Linked DNA regions of Mus musculus: regions 1 and 3 are each linked to region 2. A link is a contact called in public HiCAR-type and Micro-C data. All regions are on one chromosome and are shown on one strand. Each heading gives the region's core, a stretch centred on a gene start, on an enhancer-like site or on the middle of the called end of the contact. The rest is flanking DNA. Distances are from core to core; before and after follow the strand shown. Region 1 holds the start of Uncx (UNC homeobox). Region 2 holds the start of Lfng (LFNG O-fucosylpeptide 3-beta-N-acetylglucosaminyltransferase). Region 3 overlaps Gm31127 (a long non-coding RNA gene).

The links. Hi-C and Micro-C count contacts between places; a contact is called where the count stands out from the background. HiCAR-type assays count read pairs that join an accessible place to other places.
Region 1: a contact with region 2 is called in a Micro-C map of embryonic stem cells, with 3 times the contacts expected there. The contact joins the promoter of Uncx here to the promoter of Lfng in region 2. A contact is called at or near these places in 4 of 39 promoter capture datasets (embryonic stem cells, hippocampal neurons, maxillary cranial neural crest and 1 more), 6 of 484 Hi-C or Micro-C datasets (all in embryonic stem cells) and 3 of 115 datasets of contacts at active chromatin or transcription factors (embryonic stem cells and pancreatic cancer cells).
Region 3: a HiCAR-type map of astrocytes shows a contact between it and region 2, with 6 times the contacts expected there. The contact joins the enhancer-like site here to the promoter of Lfng in region 2. A contact is called at or near these places in 7 of 39 promoter capture datasets (the 3T3-L1 cell line, the C10 cell line, cranial neural crest and 3 more), 1 of 484 Hi-C or Micro-C datasets (embryonic stem cells), 7 of 115 datasets of contacts at active chromatin or transcription factors (the 230-238 cell line, astrocytes, embryonic forebrain and 3 more) and 1 of 9 other capture datasets (embryonic stem cells).

What each region holds. Positions count from the first base shown.
Region 1 is chr5:139,541,685-139,545,747 of GRCm38.p6, forward strand. Uncx (UNC homeobox) reads left to right here and starts at 2,214. Exons shown (of 3, transcript NM_013702.3): 1 at 2,214-2,595; 2 at 2,771-2,946. The coding sequence starts at 2,310.
Region 2 is chr5:140,605,946-140,610,194 of GRCm38.p6, forward strand. Lfng (LFNG O-fucosylpeptide 3-beta-N-acetylglucosaminyltransferase) reads left to right here and starts at 1,396. Exons shown (of 8, transcript NM_008494.3): 1 at 1,396-1,899. The coding sequence starts at 1,471.
Region 3 is chr5:142,376,440-142,380,804 of GRCm38.p6, forward strand. It overlaps Gm31127 (a long non-coding RNA gene), which reads right to left. Exons shown (of 4, transcript XR_377178.3): 4 at 3,251-3,848. Among named protein-coding and RNA genes, the nearest start is that of Gm31127, 9.6 kb to the right of the region's middle. Within about 2 kb of position 1,737, at least 12 of the 459 cell types and tissues checked have an H3K27ac peak or open chromatin away from gene starts, as enhancers often do.

The DNA of each region.
Region 1 (4,063 bases), core at 964-3,463, 1.1 Mb before region 2:
TAGTATTTATAGCGAAAGAAATTAAATTATAGCGAAAAGTAGTGCTCTTGGCCCTTGACCTCGGGATTAACCCTTGCAGCGCCCTTCTAGTGTCACGGGGAGAGGGGTCCCCCCACCTCCAGGCCTGTCTCCAACTCTGTACATTCCCCGCTCCTTCAGAGACAGAGGGAGGGAGTAATTAAGTCCAATTTGGTAGTCCAGTCACTGTAGATTAGAAGCGAGGCCCGATTGTAGTCCGGCTGGGGTCCAGGCCCGGACATGAGTGTTGGGGGAACCACCCCAAGGGCAGTCTGGTTCCCTCTCTGCCAGCTCAGTGGGTCAGGGCACACACACACACACACACACACACACACACAGAGAGAGAGAGAGAGAGAGAGAGAGAGAGAGAGAGAGAGAGAGAGAGAGAGAGAGACATGGCACACACCATTCTGGCCTGTCCCATTTCTTCCTGCTTAGGCCTTACTTTTGCCAAAGCAAACTTGTCACTGTGCCCTGGGGTTGTGATGATCAGGCTTCCTTCTGGGGCAGGCGGTCAGAGTACTTTGCCTACAAATTTAGAGTCAGCAAAAAGCCATCTCTCCAGTGACAAACTTGCTTTTACAAAGGATACATCCCCATCCCCCATCCCCATCCCCCATCCCCCTCCCCCATCCCCCATCCCTATCCCTCATCCCCCATCCCCATCCTCCATCCCCATCCATCCTGGCTGCGTCCACCTCTGCTCACAGTCCGTGCTTGCGGCTTATTTAAGGATATGTCCCCTAATGATTTAGTTTTTGAGACTATCAATATTTTACAGTGGAGAAGGGAATGGCATCTCACTGCGAACATAATTTAATTATAATAGATGGGTTAGTGCCTCCAACCCATTCTTCAGAGCTGACTCAGAGGGAGATTTATTTATTTATTTATTTATTTATTTATTTATTTGAAGGGATGCGTGGGCCATTGGTCACTATCCTGAAGTTACCATTGTCCTTCCTCCTTCCATGCTCCCTCCTCCTCTGGGCTGGCATCCAGGACCCATATGTGTGGGAGTTAAGTGGGGTTAGGGTGCCCCAGCTGCCACCACCCTGTCTATATTGATGGGGTAACTGCCAATCAAGGAGGAGGGCGTCGGGTTAGACTCCTTATAGGTGGGGGCCGCATTTGGCTGGATCACTGTTTGGAGGTTCTTCTCTCCCCCCCTTCCCCTCCTCTCCTCTCCCTTTCTCCCCTCCCCCTTTCATTCTGGTCTCTCCGTCCATCTAGTCCCACTTCCCTCCCTTTCTTCTCTTTTTCTGCCTTGTTCCCCTCCTTCCTCCCCTTCTCTCCACTCTCCGTTTTCATTCTCCCTTCTCTTTATCCTCCCCGCTTTCTCTTCTCCTCTTCTCGCTTCTCTCTGTCCTTCCATCGCTTCTGGTTCCACTCCTCTCTCCTTCCTTTCTCCCCCATTACTTCTTCTCCTTCCTCCTCCATTCTCCTCCCTTTCTTCTTCTCCCCTCCCCTCCATCCTTTCCTCCTCTCCATCCACTTCCTCTCCTTCCTCCCTTTCTCTTTCTGCACTCCTCCTCCCCCAAACCTTTCCTTTCTCCCCCTCCCTCCTGGGCTTGTTCTTCCTCCTCTTTCTTCCCCTTGGTCTTCCAGTTCGTCGGGACACTTCTCTCCCCTTCCTCTCCTCCTCTCTTCCTCCCCCTCCTCCTCCCTCCGCCGCTCGCGGCAGCCCGCAGCCCGGGAGAGGCCGCTGGTAGAGAAGCCCTTGTAGTTTTAAATTCAATGTGACAGTTTCGGAAAGAGCGGATGATGAATCTCCCATTATTGGATCAGTCTATTTGCCGCTCAATGTCTCTCTGTAATTGGAGCAACATCACTTTAAAGGTTCAGAGAGTACAGCATTTCTGGTGAAAAATCCCCACAACACGCCGGCGAATGTTTTAAAGGGAAATCTATTAGAAGGAGGCGAGGGGCGGGAGCGGCGGGGAGCAGGAGTGGGGGGCTCGCCGGGGGCCCCCGGCCGGCCGAGCGCGGCGGTGCCCCTCCCTCCCCACCCCGTCTTGTTGTGACAGCTCCTGATACTGTTTATGGAGGTGCGTGTCAGGTATAATTAGCAATCGATATGGAAAACGTTTCCTTGCACCCAGCACGCCTCTGACGTCAGAGCCGATTAGCGCTTCTTATTGGTCCCAAATTCCCCGGGCCGCGGCTAATTATCGAGAGCTTGATGTTGATAAAGTAAAGCGGCGGAGCGCGGGCCGAAGCATGTGTAGGGCTCCGGGCCCCTGTCCCCGCCGCCGTCCGCGCCCCCGCGCCCCGCCAGCCCCGCGCGCGAGATGATGGACGGTCGCCTCCTGGAGCACCCGCATGCCCAGTTCGGGGGCTCGCTGGGCGGCGTGGTGGGCTTCCCCTACCCGCTGGGCCACCACCACGTGTACGAGCTGGCCGGTCACCAGCTGCAGTCGGCCGCCGCCGCCGCTGCCGCGGCCTCGGTGCCCTTCTCCATCGACGGCCTGCTCAGCGGCTCGTGCGCTGCAGCCGCCGCCTCGGTGGTCAACCCCACGCCGCTGCTGCCGGCTGCCTGCGGGGTGGCCGGCGAAAGCCAGCCCTTCAAGCTTGCAGGTAGGCTGGAGGCGGGGACACGGGGAAACACAACGGGGGGCCTCGGGGTGGGGTGCACCAGGCCGTCGGAGAATAGCGACCCACTCCTCCGTGCACCCCGCACCCGAGGTGGGTGCAAGCGGGACAAGCATCTGCCAGGTGGCTGAGCCTTGCAGCGTCCTGTGCATGCCCGCAGACTCGGGGGATCCAGACAAGGAGAGCCCCGGCTGCAAACGGAGACGCACCCGCACCAACTTTACCGGCTGGCAGCTGGAGGAGCTGGAGAAGGCGTTCAATGAGAGCCACTACCCGGACGTGTTTATGCGCGAGGCGCTGGCGCTGCGCCTGGACCTGGTCGAGTCCCGAGTTCAGGTAAAGATTGGTGTCGCCCAAGGAGTCCGAGATCCCGCACTAGGCGTGCAGAGCGCGGTGAGGCAGGGCCACCTTTGTTCTAAGTGGCGGGGAGGTGGTTTCAGGCTCCGCGCTGCTGGCCATGGTGGGGATTATGAGGGTTGAACCCCTTCTCCCATCTGGAGGTGAGTAACTTGAGAGTGCCGAGGTGATTGGGGAGAGATCCTGGTGGCGCCCCAGTAGCCACTGCAGTGACTGCGTTCGATTCGGGGAAGCCGGGTGTAGGTTGGCTGCGGCCGCGGCGCACAGTCTGGAAAGGCTGCCGAGGCTCGAAAAGCCCTCCAGGAGGGGACAAAGTGGGCCCTGGCCTGGGCGCTCTTGACAGAGGCTTTCTCCCATCCTCGAAGCTGACAGATCTGTTGCTTTATTTCTGGCTTGTGAAATATTAAGATAGAAACATGCATTTATCCATCGTCTTACAAACAGCCGCTGGGGGGGTGCATTTGTGGGAGAGTAGGTGGAAACTTTCGCGGTTAACACATTGGAAAAGAGGGGGCTTAAAAAAAAGGGCATCTGAATTTAAGATTCTTCTCCATTAAATTCCTCCCTCCCCAACCTCTTCGTTATTCGATTTCATGAGGAGTCAGGAAGCAGTATTCATTAAAAAAAAAAAAAAAGCAGCGTTAATTTGGCGTAATAAAATTCCAGAATTAATGTCTGCATAATAGATGCTTTCCTAGAATACAGAAACCTTGGGGTCTGTGTTATTAGTGGGTGCCTGGGGTGGAGGCAGACGCTGGCAAAATACCAGTTTAGCGCCATAGCTTTGCCTGAAATATTTGGGTCCTGGGCTTTGGCCTGCTCTCATCTGTTTAAAAATCCCTCTCTCCAAATTGTTCTGTGGCTTAAGTGAAGTCCGAATCTTTTTTATATCCCCTCTAATATGATAGAAATTTCTGATGAGGAAGTAATCTGGAAATTGCACCCCTCCAAAAAAAAAAAAAGTTTTGAAAAAGAAAAGAGAAAGCTTCCCAGGGTGTTGGCTTAGTCTCAGAGACTTTTGCACAAACCAGGCTCCCTTGGAGCAGGTCTGCTGTGCAATCCTGCTAACTTTATACGGGCCACAACAAAGCCTTTA
Region 2 (4,249 bases), core at 146-2,645:
CTTCATTTTGAAAAGAATTTTGTTGAAAGCAGGTGTGCGTATGTGTATGTGCGTGCGTGCGTGCGTGTGTATAAATGTGTGTTGCTCAGGCCAAGTTGCACGTGTGGAGGTCAGAGGGCAACATATTGTTGGTTCTTTCTGACCATGTGGGTCCTGGGAAATAAACTCAAATCTGCCTAGGTGACAGTTGCGTTTGCCCACTGAACCATCTGGCCAGCCCCTGCAGTAAGTCTTTACCTGATCCAGCCTGATGCCTTCTTTTAACCTCCAAGAGAGGGACGGACATTAAGAAGAGTGTAGTAGAGAAATAATTAGAAATGATACTCCGGTCTAAAATATAAACGCTAGGGAGTCGGCGACAGAAGGAACAGCAGTTTATCCGTGGTGGCAGGGTGGGCTCAGACTTCCTTTGAAGGGGGACGCGGAAACTGAAGCCAACCAGACCCAGGGGCAGCCAGGCGGAGAGCCGCCCCCAGCTGCGCTCCCGGAAGATGCAGCAGGCTCGGGCTCGGACCCTGCTCCCACTCCAGGGGACCCTTGGCCATTTCCGGACCCGTAGCCTCTCACCCTACCATTAGGCGCACATTCCTGCCGCCCCCGCTCGTGCTAGGCGCAGGCAAGGCCCCCGCCCGTGGGAAGGGGGCCGTGTGCCGGGGAGGCGGGTCTGGGATGGCGCACAGCTGGGTCACATCTGGTAGGAGTGCGGAGGAACCAAATGGAACAGAAGGTAGCCTTTCATCCTTCGAGGAAAGAGGCTGCTTGAGTGTCTCCTCGCTACGGGGTGCCTGAGGTTTTTGGGGACCAACCCTCCCCATTTAGGAACATGATGCCAAGACAGGCCTGCCTGGGGGAGGAGGGAAGGATGGACCGACGGAGGGACGTAGAATTTTGTCACTGATACCCTTTTGCCTGAACTTCAGGTCCACTCCTAAGACATAAGTATCAGTAAGGGCAGCTCAAAATTAATCGCTCAGGACACACTGCAGGCTACCACTTTGGCTCAGTCAGCACCGTTCCCCAGGGAAGGAAACCCGCTCGGGGACAGGAAATGCACAGCGAGAAGCCAAGGATGTCGCCCGCGGAGGAGCACTGGCCCTATCACCCAGGTCCCAGCTTCGGGGGCGCGTCCTCCACGTGCAGCCGTGGCGGGCGTTGGTCAGGCTGGGTGTCTCCCAGAGCAGCTCCGGAGGGTGACTCGGCGCAGGCGGGACAGGCTCGTGCACAAAGGGGGCGGGTGCCGTGGGTACCCCAGCTGGGTGGTTCCCAGCCCCTTGTCCGTATCCCACGTGGGAAGGAGAGATCTCCCTAAAGGTTACGCCCCAAGGCTAGCAGCCAATTAGCGCGTGGAGGCGTGGCGGGCAGGGGAGGTTTAAGAGTTCCTGAAGCGAGAGGCGCGCAGCTGGACCGGGAGCCTCGGGCAGCCGGACCAGTTGGCACTGGGATAGATATTACGTGCGGCCGCCGGCCACCATGCTCCAGCGGTGCGGCCGGCGCCTGCTGCTGGCGCTGGTGGGCGCGCTGTTGGCTTGTCTCCTGGTGCTCACGGCCGACCCGCCACCGACTCCGATGCCCGCTGAGCGCGGACGGCGCGCGCTGCGTAGCCTGGCGGGCTCCTCTGGAGGAGCTCCGGCTTCAGGGTCCAGGGCGGCTGTGGATCCCGGAGTCCTCACCCGCGAGGTGCATAGCCTCTCCGAGTACTTCAGTCTACTCACCCGCGCGCGCAGAGACGCGGATCCACCGCCCGGGGTCGCTTCTCGCCAGGGCGACGGCCATCCGCGTCCCCCCGCCGAAGTTCTGTCCCCTCGCGACGTCTTCATCGCCGTCAAGACCACCAGAAAGTTTCACCGCGCGCGGCTCGATCTGCTGTTCGAGACCTGGATCTCGCGCCACAAGGAGATGGTGAGACCCAGCGCGGCCTGGGCAGGGGGATGAAGTGGGGATCACCCTCTGGTCCAACTGGTGACTGACGATAGCGGTTCCCGATGCGTTAATTGCTTTGGGTCTATCTGGGAAACGATGACACTGATAAATCCCATTACAGCCCCGTGTGGCTGCTGGGGTTCACTTTGCCTTACTACCCTGGAAGCTTCCTTCCGTGTTGCCCAGGGTCACCCCAGCCACATGCTCTGTGTCTGGATGAGTCGCCTCCAGCTTAGGGCTGGCTCTGTAACGCTTCTCCTAAACACTGGAGTGAATGGCCATATTTGTTCCTAAACTTTTTCGAGCAAATTGGCTCAGTTCCATCCTGGGTCCCCTTCACTCCCCTTCCTTCTTCCTGGGTGGAAGGTACGCCCCCTTGAAAGGGAGGGAGGAAAAGGCATAGCACACCCCTGGACCAGGCAAAGTGAAAGAAATGGGTGCTAGTTCTCCAGACTTGCTCAGAACCCTGACTTCAGTAGCTCAGCTCCCCCACCTCCTGTTAGACCAACTTCATACACATAATAAAAAGACACACCCCACTTTGAAAATCTCCCTGGAGGCTACAACAGGACCGTTGGGGCGGGAGAGCAGAGTGCACTGCGTGTGTGTGTGTGTGTGTGTGTGTGTGTGTGTGTGTGTGTGTGTGTGTGTGTAGGGGTGGGGGTAGATATTTGGTGTGAAGACTAAGACTCACTTTCCTTCCTGACCCAGCCCCAGTGAGACTTCGCTTTAGGACAGTGGAGGTTAAGAGGACAGGCTCCTATCTAGTCTTGGTCAAAGAGGGGCCCTGAGAACCCCACCGTAGCCTCCTGAGAATGAGGCGTCCCTTTCCCAGGGGCTCAGCAGGCCTTCGGGAGGGGGCAGCGGGGGGCCATGGGTTTTGTTTGGCTGTGGTGCCGTTAGGATTCCCAGCGCTAGGCTGCTCTCACGCCGGCCCCTTGGGCAAGGCAACAAAGCCCCTTTCTCCAGCCGAGAAAGGCGTCGGCCTCTTGTGTACAGCTATGCGCTCCATGGGAACCGTTGGCTGGCGTGCTGGCCACTCAGGTTGCCTGGTGATGAGGGGGCCTCTGTGTCCTCCCCCCAGCCCTGAATGACAGCCCTCGTGGGGCACGATCCCTGAGCCAGGGCATTCCCCCACCCCTTCATTCAGCCTTCCTGCTGTGTGATATTGGATAGCATCTATCCCACTCTGGGCCACTATCGGTTCTGAGAAACTCTTATTCAGGGATTTGGGACTCAGTTGGACTGTGTGGTCTGGTGAGAAGCCTAGGGTCTCTCTGATCCTCTCTTGCTCTCAGAAAAGGGAAATACTTTCTAGTGAGGTATTATAAAGTGGACTGTAGAACTTTGGAGGCTCTTGGTGATCCCAGCAGTCATTCTGAATAAGGGGGCCCCCTACCCAGAAAATGCTGCATTTACTGCCATGCTCACCTCCCGTGCACATGACAGGCAAAGCCCCCCTCTTGTGTGCTATGATCAGGGGCTCTTGGAACCTGTAGCAAAGGGCCTGCTCCCCTGTCTGTCCAGGGCGGCTGCAGTCTGATGGAAGGTGAGAGAGGCTCCATTAACCTGGATTGGGGATGAATGGAAGGAAGGCTTCCTGGAGGAGGAGGTTCCATCTGCATCAGAGTCCTAGGGTCCAGGAAGGGCAATCTTGGCACCAGGCATGACTGTGGGGCTGTACAAAAAAACCAAGCAGGCTCGGTGAGGTGGAGAGGCTGGTCAGGGGTACAGGCAGAGCGCCTGGCCTCTGGCCCGCTGCTCCTCCCCCACCACTAAGGAGCGCGCCAGGCTGCAGGCTGCCACCGCCACAGCCACAATGGCTGGGGCAGAACTTGGCATCCTGTGTTTCTTTGAATCTCGGTTCCAGGAACAATGCTGCTTCCTGTGTGTCTCTCCCCCACCCCCTTGCTTGCCCTCACCAGCTCTGCTGCCCCCCTCTGCCCTGTCCGTCCTCCTTAGGGGAAGTTGGTGGGATGGGGACAGACTGAGATCAGGGTCTCCCATTACTTCTTCCTGAGTGTGGCCACAGGCCAGTGTCCTCTCTGGTCTCTTAACTATATGCCAAGGAGAAAAGAAGATGGTACTCACTTCCCAGGGACACTTGGGAGAGGAGAGTCCATCCCTAGCACTTGGCTGTGCACAGGCAAGCTGTGTTGTGCCCATTTTACAGAGTTTCCGGTGGACTGAGTGATACCCACAGGTACCCCTGCCCCCCTCCTCTCCTGTGGAGATACACCAGGCAGAATACCCACACACCCCACACTCAGCCTCTCAAAGACTGTTCTCTGGGCCTCCCCCCCCCCCCCCCCCACTGAACAAAGGTGAC
Region 3 (4,365 bases), core at 487-2,986, 1.8 Mb after region 2:
CTGTGACAGAAGGATCCCTAAAGTGCTCACTACACAGGCATGAGGACCTGAGTTTGATCCCCTGTCACCAGAACCCACATTTAAAAAAAAAAAAAAAAAGCTGAGCACAGTGGCCCACGCTTGTAATTTTACCATTGGGTGGATGGAGATAGGTGAATCCACAGGGCTCGCTGGCCAGCCATTCTAGCCTAAGCAAGTGACAGGTTCCACACATTATACATATCAGTTATATGTAGCATATATAATATATGAATCTATTATGAACATATGAATAATACATAAATACATAAGAATATATTCATGTGAATATATGAATATATAATGTTAATGGGTTGTATATAATTATATATAATGTATAGAATATATATTTGTTATATATCATTATATATCACTATATACATATATATATACAAACACATTTTATATGTGTGTGTGTGTGTGTGTGCGCTACTTTTGCCCTGAAAGAGTCGCCTAGGATTGTAAAGGCTTGTTCTGGCTCACAGCAGGACATCATAGCCCCCCATAGTGGGGAGGGCAGGGCAGCAGGAGTATGAGGCAGCTGCACACATGGCATCCACAGTCAGGAAGAGAGATGAATGCTGGGCCTCAGCTCTGCTTCCTGACCACCATGAGGCCAAGACATTCCCCTACCACATGCTCATACCATGACATTCTGTTAAGTGCCTGTGACCAAGCAACCACAGACAGGGCCCTTCAGACTGTGAATCCAAATCATCTTTCCTCCCTGAGGCTGGTCCTTAGGTCTTTTGCTCATCCCTGGGGCTCACTGGCCAATCAGCCTCTCCAGAGCAAGTGCCAGGACTCAGTGAGAGAAGCCCAGGACCCCACATTCCATCCTCAGCATTGCCAGATAACAACAGCAGAGAAACAAACAACAGCAGTTACAACAACAACAACAAATCCCTAGAAGACCCAATAGAAAATCAGGTTAAATTCTGCAATTTATAAACACTTTGTAAAACAGACATGCAAATAGCCTACAGTTGCAAAGCTATTCTAAACCAACGGGAACCGTAAGCATCCTAGAGAAACAGAGTGGGATGTATTTATAGCGCCCAGGAAGGGAAAGCAGGGGACCTTTGATGGACTTCGGGCAGGTGCAGATTGACTAAGTGACCTTGAGGATTAGATTGTCTAAAAACTGAACTCTGCACATTGTACGACCCAGAGAGACCCCCTTATAGACACTGGACTCAGAACAGGGGGCTGGCACAAAGCCAAGCCTGGCCACCTGAGTTTGATCCCTGAGACCTACATGAAGGAAGGAAAAACCAATTTTTTTTTTTTTTCTGAGACAGTGTTTCTCTGTGTAGCTCTGGCTGTCCTGGAACTCACTTTGTAGATCAGGCTGGCCTCAAACTCAGAAATCTGCCTGCCTCTGCCTCCCAAGTGCTGGGATTAAAGGCGTGCGCCACCACGCCCGGCCAAAAAACCAATTGTTGCAAGTTGTCCCTCTGACCCCCACATGCACACATATGTATATATGCACACAAGCACACATACATCCGAGTGTAGAACAGACGAAATCAAGCATCACTTGAGTTGTGAGGCAAGAACACTAAGGGAAAATCCACAAACACTAGCAAGGTGATTTGTCCAGTGCTGAGAGAGAGAATCATGCCAGTTGGTAGGGTATTGCCTCTCAGCTGTTCTGTGGTGGCATTCGTGCTCCCCTTAGGGTTGAGCTTCCACTCCTTATGTTTGTTCAGCCATTCAACTCTTTCTGATCTTTCCAGTGGGGAAGGCCTTTCTGTTTCCTGTTTCCGCCCTTTGATTCTCCTCCACCTGTTTCCTGTCCCTCCAAATTTGTGCTCCTCACAAAACTTTACCTTTGCCTCATCAGTTCCTTCCCATAGTAGCAACTAAAGCTTGCCTGCCATTTTTCTCTATGTTGGGGAAAACAATCCCATTGTTGCCCCTCACAGCTGTCAGCACAAGCCAACCCCCCTTTTCCTCCAAGAATTCTAGGTTCCTTAATTTCAATTTTCTTACCTCCTTTACTTTGTCCACTCCTGCTATCCATACCTAAAGAACACTGTCCGTTTCATCCAATTGCTATGTCCAATGTACAACCAAACATTTCCCCCTTGCAGAGCTGAGGATGTGGCTTGATTTATAGGACTGGTCCACTGCAAGAGCAGGAAGTACCCACCTCTCCATCTCTGCAGCCCCTGAGATGCTCTTCTGGCTGAGCCCCCTTACAACTCTGTATGAAATTAAAGTTCTGTTAACTAGGGGAAAGGGCAGCTTTCAGCCACCACTGACTGCTTCACGACATACCTAGAATTACTCAGTCACCGTCAGAGCTCTGGCCAGAGGGGAGAGGTTCTCTGAAAGTGGCCTTCCTTGGGACATGCTTCCTGTCTTTGTCATTTGAACAGTAATTGGTTTCTGGCAAGCCACGGAGGAGCATCAGCCTCTGCAGGGGAATGACATGTATCTGAGCGTCATATTTTCTGATGTGTTCGACTAAGCGGGACTACAGATGTGCTTGTGTGACTTTTTCTAGGGAGACACCATGACAGACCAAAGAATCAGTTTCACCAGAGTCTCATGGGGGAACCAATGAGTTCCTGGAGTTCCTCATAGGAGCATGGGAGACTTGAAGGAAAGGCAGCTGTATCACTGGAAAGTCTACCCCAGCGTGGGTGACTCAGAAGCTGCAGACCTGGAACCTCCTATGCAACTTGCAGGCAGCTCCACGGAAGAACCTTTTCTTCCCCCATAATTCTTTACTACTTACCTAGCCACAGGAAGGAGCCTTGTGAGTTCTGTAAGTTTCTTGAGCTTCCTGAGTTGTACAAGTTTCCTGTGAGTTTTCCAGACTTCTCCCCCTGCTTTTCTCTATTCCAATCAGAGGAAACAGTTACACAGTGTTGTTGGGGAAAGCTGGGTAGGGAGATTTCAGAGTGAATCTGTATGTTAACTACCTCTTGCTTTGACAACTACAGCTGGGCGAGTATGCTTGGTTAGTGGTTGCCTACGATGCACAGAATTCTGAGTTCGAGACCTACATTTTAAAGGGAGCTCAAGAGGCTTGGGAGGTGGCTCAGTAGGTAAAAGTACTTACTGCACAAGCATAAGGTCTTGTGTTCGAATCCCCAGCACCCACATAGAAAAGCCACATGGTGCCTGATACTCCTGCGCTACTAAGAATGGAGCGAACTTGCTGCTAACTGTCCTAGTTTGCTTTCTGTTGCTGTGACAAAACTGCATCACCAAAAACAAGTTGGAGAGGAAACCGTTTAGTTGGCTTACAGCTTACAGTGCATTATGGAGAGACATCTGGGTAAGAACTGGAGGCAGGAACGGAAGCAGGGATCATGGAGGAACACCGCTTAATGGCTTGTTCCTCATGGCAGGACCATCTGCACAGGGGTGGCATCACCTCCCATGTCTTAGTTAGGATTTTGCTACTGTGAAGAGACACCATGAACAGACACCTCTTATAAAGGACAACATTTAATTAATTGGGGCTGGCTTATAGGTTCAGTGGTTCAGTCCATTATCATCAAGGTGGGAACATGGCAGCATCCAGACAGGCATGGTGCAGGAGGAGCTGAGAGTTCTACATCTTCATCTGAAGGCCACTAAGAGAAGACTGACTTCCAAGCAGTCAGGATGAGGGTCTTAAAGCCCACGCCTACAGTGACACACCTACTCCAACAAAGCCACACCTGCTAATAGTGTCATTCCCTGAGCATATACAAGCCATAATATCCTGTATCAATCATTAATCGAGAAAATGGTAGCAGGGTGTGATGGTGGGCGCCTTGAATCCCAGCACCTTGGGAGCGGGGCAGGTCTCTGAGTTTGGCCAGATTGGTCTGTAAGAGAATTCCATGATAGCCAGAGCTTGAAAGAGTGACACTCTCTCAAATAGAAAAAAAAAAAAAAAAAAAACAGGCTTGCCTACAGGCCAATTAATGGAGGCATTTTCTCAACTGAGTTCCCTGTTCCCAGACAAGGTCTCAGTCTATGCCCATGTACACACTTGTGTGCTTATACCCCCACACCGCCCAAAAAGGGATGTAAAATGACATCATATAGATGAAATCTTACATTAAACCTTAGGAGACTCGTAGACAGCTTGTTCTCCCTCTCCCTTGGAGCATACTAGGCTTCGCAGAGCAGGAAAAAAAAGTGTGGCCCATAGGTACAAGACATCCTTGGCAAACCCGCCTGCCTAGCACAGCTTCCCCACACCACATGGCTGTTACAGGCTGCATTTCGCAAGCAACAGTCAAAAGAAGCAGGCTGCACCTCATCTGTTTCCAATTATCCCAGCACTCTGTGTGTTTAACACAGCTATGCTGTTTCTAAATGGCCAAAAGCCAGGCTGGG